3 separate regions of the Sus scrofa genome follow, and regions 2 and 3 are each linked to region 1. The links are chromatin contacts, called in public HiChIP or PLAC-seq maps. All regions are on one chromosome and are shown on one strand. Each heading gives the region's core, a stretch centred on a gene start, on an enhancer-like site or on the middle of the called end of the contact. The rest is flanking DNA. Distances are from core to core; before and after follow the strand shown. Region 1 overlaps CFAP74 (cilia- and flagella-associated protein 74). Region 2 overlaps SKI (ski oncogene). Region 3 has its middle 53 kb from the start of RER1.

Evidence for each region. HiChIP or PLAC-seq counts read pairs in DNA pulled down with a chosen protein or histone mark.
Region 2: a contact with region 1 is called in an H3K27ac HiChIP or PLAC-seq map of alveolar macrophages. The contact joins two enhancer-like sites. A contact is called at or near these places in 1 of 47 Hi-C or Micro-C datasets (epiblast stem cells) and 1 of 2 datasets of contacts at active chromatin or transcription factors (alveolar macrophages).
Region 3: a contact with region 1 is called in an H3K27ac HiChIP or PLAC-seq map of alveolar macrophages. The contact joins two enhancer-like sites. A contact is called at or near these places in 1 of 47 Hi-C or Micro-C datasets (epiblast stem cells) and 1 of 2 datasets of contacts at active chromatin or transcription factors (alveolar macrophages).

What each region holds. Positions count from the first base shown.
Region 1 is chr6:64,013,078-64,015,807 of Sscrofa11.1, forward strand. CFAP74 (cilia- and flagella-associated protein 74) reads right to left here. Exons shown (of 40, transcript XR_002344845.1): 13 at 2,515-2,670; 14 at 2,043-2,216; 15 at 1,570-1,688; 16 at 202-268. Among named protein-coding and RNA genes, the nearest start is that of CFAP74, 24 kb to the right of the region's middle. Within about 2 kb of position 1,259, at least 5 of the 83 cell types and tissues checked have an H3K27ac peak or open chromatin away from gene starts, as enhancers often do. A contact at or near this core is called in alveolar macrophages, where this site is marked.
Region 2 is chr6:64,222,706-64,225,621 of Sscrofa11.1, forward strand. The region is part of intron 1 of SKI (ski oncogene); the gene reads left to right. Among named protein-coding and RNA genes, the nearest start is that of SKI, 36 kb to the left of the region's middle. Within about 2 kb of position 1,531, at least 4 of the 83 cell types and tissues checked have an H3K27ac peak or open chromatin away from gene starts, as enhancers often do. A contact at or near this core is called in alveolar macrophages, where this site is marked.
Region 3 is chr6:64,246,322-64,249,155 of Sscrofa11.1, forward strand. No RefSeq gene overlaps it. Among named protein-coding and RNA genes, the nearest start is that of RER1, 53 kb to the right of the region's middle. Within about 2 kb of position 1,425, at least 68 of the 83 cell types and tissues checked have an H3K27ac peak or open chromatin away from gene starts, as enhancers often do. A contact at or near this core is called in alveolar macrophages, where this site is marked.

The sequences.
Region 1 (2,730 bases), core at 9-2,508:
GCGGGCTCCTAGTGGGTAGCTCGGCCCAGCGCTGAGTGGGGTTCAAATACATTTTGGAAATAAAACAGCCAAACAGGGGCTGGGTGTGGCCCCTTCTGAGGTGCCCTGCGGGGGCAGCAGAGACCTGAATTCCACCACCGCCCTCTCAGGACAGTGAGGCAAACCCCTCTTCCACGGTTTGGTTTGGGGACCGACACTCACCACGGGCTTGAAGGTGACAAGCACCTCGCAGGACATGCCGGCAGACATGGGACCAGGTGGATCGAAGCTGCAGGACAACACAGGAGGTGAGCGCCCAGCAGGGAGGCAGCATTTGAGGAGACAAGGCCGATAAATGTCCACCGTCGCTCATAAAACTGAGCCCTCAGCTCGGGAACCACAGTGACCTCCGAGCAGGTCTAAGGAAGGTCAGGCCGCACCAGACACCTTGAGGAGGAGACGCAGGGCCCAAGAGTGGGGCGAGGAGGGCTGGACGGCCTGCAGAGCGCGGGTGGACAGAGAAGTGCCCACCCGCCCATCCGCCCCGGCGGGGGAAAGCAGAGCACAGAGGGTGACAGCCTCAAGAGTCGAGCGGAAATGCTGCCAACAGGACACTTTTGTTCCGGCTCGGGGAGCTGGCTTCAGGTGCCGGAGGCAACGGGACCACCCGAATCCGGCCTCTGCCGACAGGTCAGCAGAAGAACTAGCAAAGCACCAGGAAACCGCACGCTGCCTGTGGGCCCGGAAGACGGGACAAATCGGCCGTGAAAACGCAAGCCTCTGAGGCAAGAGAGAAGGGGACGGCACGACCTCCCCGAGACTGGCCGAGCCCGGGCTGTGGCACCTGAGGGAGGTCCCCCTGTGCACACGGGGCAGGGCCCTGGGGCTGCAGCCCCCACACAGCTCCAGCACCCAGAGCTGGAAACTCAGAGCTCCCGTGGGCCTCCAAACTGATGACCGAAACCAGGAAGCAGCAGAGGAGAAAAGACTTTTTTTTTTGGGCTGCGTCCCTGGGGTGGAAGTTCCAGGGCCAGGGATGGAACCTGCACCATGGCAGCGGCCAGAGCTGCTGCAGTGGCAATGCCGGATCCCTAACCCGCTGCACCACCAGGGAGCTCCAGAAAAGACAGTCTTAACAGCAAAGGCAAATGCCCAGGAGCAGAAGGAGCGAGGGACCCTGCAGAAGACGCTGTGAAGGTTGTTGTGAGACAGCGAGGGAGACAGAAAATAGGGAAGAAGAAAGGGTGACAGCGACCAGAGAGGAAGCCACAGAACGAGAGGATCCAACTCAGGCGTCAGCGTGTCTCCGAGAAGGAAACTGGAAGCAGGAGCAGAGTCAAACCATGAAGTCAGAGTTCAAGTCCTCAGGCCCGAGATCAGAGACGGCGCTAACCTCCACCCCGAACAGGCCCAGAGCGGCCAAGCTCCAAACACCGGTGGGGAAAACCATTTGCTGGGGAGACAGAACAAGCTCAGCTCAGGAAAGGGGAGGCCCCCCTCCCCAAGGACCCCAGCTGAGGGCTTCAGGCCCAAAGTGAGGCTCAAGTTAAAAGGCCGAGGAGGGGGCTCGGCTGACCCGGCCCAGCCTACTCGACGCGGACGGAGTCCCGCAGGCTCTCCTCCACGCCCGCCAGCCTGCAGTAGTTGATGGTGTAGGTGGCATTGGTCAAGATGACTTTCTTCTCGTACTCTCTGCCCACGTCAAAGTCCTGCGCAAACCGGAGGAAAAGTTACTGCTTCGTTCCCGGCGGCGGCTTTGCGGCTCTGACAGTCCCGCCTGGGAGATGGCTGGATGTGACGCTCTAGTCATGTCCTTGCTGCGCCCGGGGCAGGAAGCAGCCTCCGGGCACCAGCAGGCGGGAGGCCCCAGCAGCGCAGGTCCGGGGGCTGGTCCTCTGAAGGGCCGGGGAAGGTGCGACATTCCAGCCGCCCCCACCCCGTCTGGTTAACGCGCCTGAGATGCCACCCGTCTCTCGCCCCAGCGGCCCCCGGGGCTGCTGAAAGGCCCCTCCCGAGAGACCCAGCCAGCAGAGGCCCGAGTGGCGGCTGCACCCCAGGCCCACCTTGAAGTGGATGAGCTGGGGCTTGCTGTTGAAGGGCCTCCCTCTGAACTTGCGCCTGGACGCCACCTGCCTGCGGGGCGCCCCGCTGCGCAGGCACCGGATCGTGCGCGCCAGCAGGTCCTGGTCCGTCTTCGTCCCGCCCACAGGCTTCCGGCCCGCGTCCGCCTGGGGCACCTGGGATGGCACCGGGACAGACGCGCCACATGGGGGACGTGCGGGGGCCGTGGAGTTCCGCGAGGCTGGCGGAAGAGGAACGCGGGCCCGGGCGGAGCCGGCCAGGCCCCAGCCGATGCCCGGGACGGAACGGCCGAGGGAGCGTTCCAGATTTTTAAATCACGCCAAGAGAACATGTTTGGAAAGTTCTACAGGAAGCAACACTTTCTCAAGTGGACAAGAAGCTGCTTCCTGATCAGCTCGGTGACCTGGAGAGCGGGGGGCAGGGCGGGGGCAGGCGGAGGCTTCGGGCGGGTACCTGGTGTGGCGAGGCCTCTTGGCTCCAGAGCCCCGGGATCTCCGGCCTCACCAGCGGCTCTTCCTGCCAGCCCGGGCTGCTGGGGTCCACCTGCACGGACTCGCTGGAGATGGCCGGCGCCAGCACAGTGGCTCGCGGGGACGGAAGACTGTCCTCCTGGGGGCCAGGATGGGAGAATGATAGCTTATGCAGAAAACGGGGCACACACGAGGGGAA
Region 2 (2,916 bases), core at 281-2,780, 210 kb after region 1:
CAGCGCCGCGGGTTAGGGGTCCAGTGTTGCCACAGCTGCAGCTTAGGTCACCGCTGCAGCACGGATCTGACCCCCCGCCTGGGAGCTCCATATGCCGTGGGGCGGCCGACAGAGAAGGGGGAAAAGTGGGGGGCTTTCGAAGCAGAGTAAGCACTGACCCCCCTCCCGCTGCCTGTGTCTTCAGTCTTTCAGGAGGCCGCTCCTCCATCACTGTCCCTGAGGAAGGGGCCGAGGGTCCATCCCACGCGGGGCTCCTGCTGTCCCTGCCTGTGACCTGACACCTCACACGGCACCTTTGAACAAGGTGAACTCAGCCTAGAAAACAGCCGAGGAGACCAGCTGCGGTGCGGGTATTAAAACGTGAACCCGCACTAGGCTGGGAACCTGACTAGTGTCCGTGAGGACGCAGGTTCAATCTCTGGCCTCACCCGGTGGGTTAGGGATCCAGCATTGCCCCAAGGCCAGCAGCTGCAGCTCCAACTCAGACGCTAGCTGCAGAAGCTTCTCTACGCCACAGGCACGGTCTTAGAAAAGGAAAAAAAAAGTGTAGTGGGGACCACAGTTGTCCTGACCAACCAGCCATCCGAGCTCAGGTCTCAGAGTGAGCGAGGGTCAGAGACAGGGGGCCTTGGGGTCTGTGGGCTCTGGCGCCTGCTCTGACCTTGACCTCAGGGAGGAGAGCAGGCCCCAGCCCAGCCCTTGAGAGCAGGGCTGCCCTACCCCTGCCCAGGCTGCTGGGAGACCCCTCCTTTGCCTGGAGAGGCCCAGCAGGGTGTATGGTGGTGAGGGGTTGGCCCTGGGCTGGTGTTGGCACTGCCAGGATCAGGTCCTGGCCGGGTCCCCTGGTACAGGGGTGTCACTCAGAGGCTGGCTTGGCAGCTTTGGCCAGGCCCGTGGTGCCTGAGCCTGGGCCCCCTGCACCTGCCAGGCCTTGGCTCCGCCGCCCCTGCCCCGCCCCTCCCGTGGGGGACATGTTTCGGGTCAGTGGCTCCAAAAACGCCGTGCCCTCTGCTTGAGGTCTCTGAGCCCGTGTCACCCATTTTTCAGGAGGGGCGGCTCTGGTGGATTCTTCAGCCACACCCTCGCTCAGGCCCCCGCTCTCCTGGGGTCCCCCAGGCCAGCTTCCCCAAGCCCCCGGGCAGGGATGGACCTCACGCAGGAGGGCCGGGCCCGGAGACCCGTGTCCCGCTGTGAGGGTGACATGGTGCGCTGGCGCAGGGGCTGCTGCGTTGCTTTTCCAGGGACCCCGTCTGGTCCCGTCCTGCCTTCTCAGAGGCATCCAAGTTTCGGTGCCGGCGACAGCCATGGATACGTGGCTCCGTTTTTGTGTCTCCACGGACACGTCTTTGGGGACCGAGCTGTCTTCCAGCCTGGGCTCGGACACACCAGGGACCCACCAGCCATGACTCTGCCAGTCCCTTGCTGGCCTTGTTGCTACAGCCCGGAAGCAGAGGCGGCCACTGCCCCGAGCTGCCCCGTGGCTGGGCAGCGCCACCGTCCACCTGTGCTGGCTCGGTGCCGGGCCTGGTGTTGTGTCGGTTTCCATGGAGAGAAAGCCACCAGGCGGGGGAGGAGGCGGAGGTGCCCAGGAAGCTGTGGGGTGGCGGCGGGGTCCCTTCCTGGCCAGGAAGCTGGTGACAGCGCTCTGTCCCCTGCGCTGCCATTGAGGCCAGGACCTCACGTGCAGGGCTGGGCCTTGTCACCCGACGCCCTCTTCACAAATGCAGGGCCCGCGCCCCTCGGGCCTCCTGTCCTGGGCTTCCTGTGACCTGCCTCTGGTCACTTTAGGCCACTGAGCGGAGAGGGCCACCAGGCTGACCTGGTCAGGGTGTGTCCTTTGCCTGTGCTGCCCTTGGTCCCACTGCCTGCCCCCAGCTCCCCCACCCTCCTTGCTGGGCCCTGGCTCCCCCACCCTCTTGGGGGGACTGCATTCCCCCTCTGTCACGTCTTTGGTGCCAGGGGATGCCGGGGCTCCCACTGACCCTGAGCCAGTGTGGCTAAGAAGGCTCCCTGGGTCCAGCTCCCTTCCGCCCCAGGAGGCCTGTGAGGGCTAGGAGCGGGGGGAGCAGCCCGGCTTGGGGGCGCCCTCCTTTGGGGGGACTGCCCCACGGCCACACCCACCTGGGGCTCTGCTCCGTCAGTCACGCTCATCAGTGGCCAGTGGAGACGGAAGTTGGGTCAACCTGTGTGTTTTCTGTACGGACACGACCTCAGGCTGGACCTTCCTGACCATAAAAAGGAGTGATTTTTGTTTGTTTGGCTCTGCTTGCGGAATGTGAAAGTGCCTGGGCCCGGAATCGAACCTGCATCGCCGCAGTTCCTGCGCTGCTGCAGTGGCAGCACTGGATCCTTCCCCGCTGTACATCTTTTCCTCTAGTTTGGATTAGGGGCACAGAAGTGCGGTTGGACCGGCTCAGGCCTCGTGGGCAGTGTGTGGGGTGTGTCCGGCTGTGGGACCGCGGTCTCGCCGGCGGCTCGGTCTCCCCCGTCAGCCGCGCCCTGGGGCCGACAAATGGGCATTGCCTCTTCCTTCGGCAGGTTTCACTCCCTGGAGGATCAGCGGGTGGTTTCCAGGTTCTCAGCTGGCACGGCTCTCGGTGGGGGGACCCCGGGGGTGCTCGCAGGTGCCCTGGGCCACCAGACAGCGGGTGGAGCGTCTGGACCCTCCTCCCGGGGGCGGGAAGCAAGCGCCAGAGCCCGTGATGGGCCTGCCCTGCGTCTCTTCCGCTGTCTCGCAGCTCGTCGTGGGGTTGCTTGCTGTTTAATGCCGTCTCTAGAAAGAAACCTTAAAACCGGACGTCGCCGCCTGTCTTGCTGCTGGTCTTTACCTTGTGCCATGCCAGGTTCAGCCTCGTGGGAGAGCATTTAACGTGTGTGCAAGACCCTGAGACGGCACAGTCCACACCTGCAGCGGGC
Region 3 (2,834 bases), core at 175-2,674, 230 kb after region 1:
GGGCCGGGCCATCTGGGTCAGGATCTGAGACTCTGGGGAAGGCAGCATGGGAGCGGCACCTGTCTAGGGCGGCGTCTCCTGGCCTCTGGGGGGCAGGCTCTGCTCCTGGTGCAAAGACAGGCCTAGCCACAGAGGAGGGAGGGAGGGACAGAGTGCCAGCACACCGGCTCTACACGCCCAGGGCCGGACTTGTGCAGGTGGCACCCAAAGGCAGAAGTGACCCAGTGCTGGGGCTGGAGCAGGTGGGCAGCGGAGCCTGGGCAGCTAGGCCAGCAGCTCCTTTTCCTCCCGCTCCTCTGTCTGTAGGCACCTCTCTGCCAGGCACCTGGGGTTCCCTGGGGCGCTGGGGGTTGCAGAAGCAGGGCAGGGTGGCGACCTCCTCTGGGTCCAAACCCCCAGCCTGCCCCGCCCTTGGCGGCGCCTTGACCTGGGGGAACGAGTGGCTCACACCCCAACTTCCTGTTTCTAAGAAAAAACAGTCCCAGAAAAGGCTCTGGCGGCTTGTGGAGGCGGCTCTGGGCCAAGGACTCGGCTGGGCTGGGCTGGGCTGGGGTGCTGCTGCGTCCAGAGGGCTGCGGCCAGTGGGGCCAGGCAGGTGTTCCCGGCCCCTGGCGCTGGGGGCCATCTGCCTTCCCCGCACAACTGCTTTCCCCGGCGGGAAGGCAGCGGCCAGCTCAGACCCGCCCAGCGCTGGGAGGCCCGCTGGTCCCGGCTCCCACGGCGGCCTCGCTGCAAGCCCCGCTGCCAGGCCTCGGCCCGCACCCCCAGGCCTGAGGCTGGCGGCGGCGCGGGTGCCCAGGGCATAAGGCTGGGCCGGGAGCCGCGGGGCGCCCCACACTCTCCGCCGCCTCCGCCGCCCGCGAGGGCCTCGCCCGCGGCCCCGCCCACCGCGGGAAGGGCGGGGGCGGAGACGCCCCGTGAGACTCGGACCTCGGCTTCCGAACATTCCAAATTCCGGCTCCTTCCGGCTTGGCCGGAAGCGGGGCTGCGGGAGCGCGGTCCCCAGCACGCCCCCCCCCACCCCAGGGCCGAGGGGGCCGGTGCGCCGTCCGGGGGTGGGGTCTCCTGGGGGCCGTGCTGCCGCCTGCTGTGTTCCCGCTGCCGGGTCGAAGGCAGCCGGCACGGGGGCCACGCCCTGCCGGTCAGGAGCCGGACGCCCCCAGGCCGCGCTGCACACCAGGAAGAAGCCCCCCGCCCCCCAAGTCACGCAGGCCTAGGACGCCGTGCAGATGCACCCCAGTACGGGGTGTCCGTGTGGGGCCCGGTGCCCAGTGAGTCAGGCAGGGAGTGGGCGTCCCCGCCGGCGTGAGTCACGGGAAGGTGTGCGCCCCTCGAGGGCTGTGCCAGGATCCAGGGGGGCGGGATGCGCCCTCCCCAGGAAGGCCCCGCCCCAGCTGGGGCAGGGCAGCTCCCCACCACTTCCTTCCACGGAGCTGCCTTCGGCGATCCAGCGAAGCTGGAGAGGGCAGAGCGGTGGGGGCGGGGGGGGGAGTCCTGCGCCCCAGTCCCCGCGGCTGATGGTGCTTCCCGGGAAGGGCGGGGGCGGCGGGAACGCAGGCGGCCGGGCTCCGGAAGGGCCGCGCGGCTGCCGCGTCCCCGCCCCGCGGCCTCAGTTTCCGATTACGCGTCTACAGAAACCTCGACGCGGCCTCCGGCCCCCGCCGCACGGTTTCACTTCCCCTCCCTTGGCCCGGCGAGGGGCGGGGGACGCGCGGCTCCGTCCGCCTCCGATTCCGACGGGGGCGGGCACGGGGGCGCTTCCGGCCGAGGGGCGGTGGCGGGGAGGGGGTTCTGACGGGGCGGTGCGCCACCGCCCGGGCCCCTTGTCTCTACGCCTGCGCTGGGTGCGGGGGTGGGGCCGCGCGGGACCGAGCCCCTGCTCCGCGAAGGGCGGGAGCAGGTTCGGGCCCCGCTGGGGGGCACGGCGGGCCGGGGCTGCCCCCACCTCCCCCGCGGCAGGGGCGCGCGCGTTCGGGAAGGAGGGAGCCGGGCAGCAGGAAGTCCCCTCCCCCGCGTCCCGAGCGCGGCCGCCCCCTCCCCCCACCCTGCCCGCCGGCGAGAAGCGGGGTGGGGGAGGGGGCTTCCCCTGGGCTGCAGCGCTCGGGGCTGGGCGCGGGGCTTCCTGCGCGCTCCGAGCCGCTCCTCTGCGTGGGCGGGCGCTGACGTGTCCGCGCATCCGAGCGCCGCGCGGCCTCGGGGGGCGCGGCGGAGGGGGCCGGGGTGGGGGGAAATGTCCCCGCGGCCCCCGGCGGCGGATGCGGGAACTGCAGCTCCCGGCTGAGCGCGCGGAGGGGCTGAGCGCGCGGAGGGGCGCGCTCTGGGCTCCGCATCCACCCTCCCCAGGAGGGCTCCTCTCTGCCTGCTTGGGTGCCCTTTTCTCGGGGGAGAGTGGGGGCCTCCTCCCTTTTACGCCAGAGCTGGAGGAAAACCCGGTCCTTTGAGACCCCCTGAGCTCTGGAAGCTCATTTCCGCTGGAAGGAAAAGCTTTCCTGGGCGGGAAGGGTAGCTGGGGTCTATAGGGGCCCTGGGCGCTGTCCCTCCCCAGTGCCCCCCATCCAGCCCAACAGGCCCAGACTTGATCCTAGTCACTGCTAGAGGGGCGAGCACCTCTGGACCAGGGACCGCCCCAGGGCGCCCCAGCCCCCAGGGTGGCTTGGATGGGCAGTGGGATGGGCCTTGAAGGATGGGCCAGGGGAGGCGCCCGGTGACCTGATCCTCCTGCCCTCCCCCTCTCCTCGGGGCCAGGCCTCCTCTGTCCCCCAGATGGCAACCCCCTGACCTACACACCCTTGCCCTCCGTGGTACCATCTGCTGCTAGGATCTCCACCTGCCCC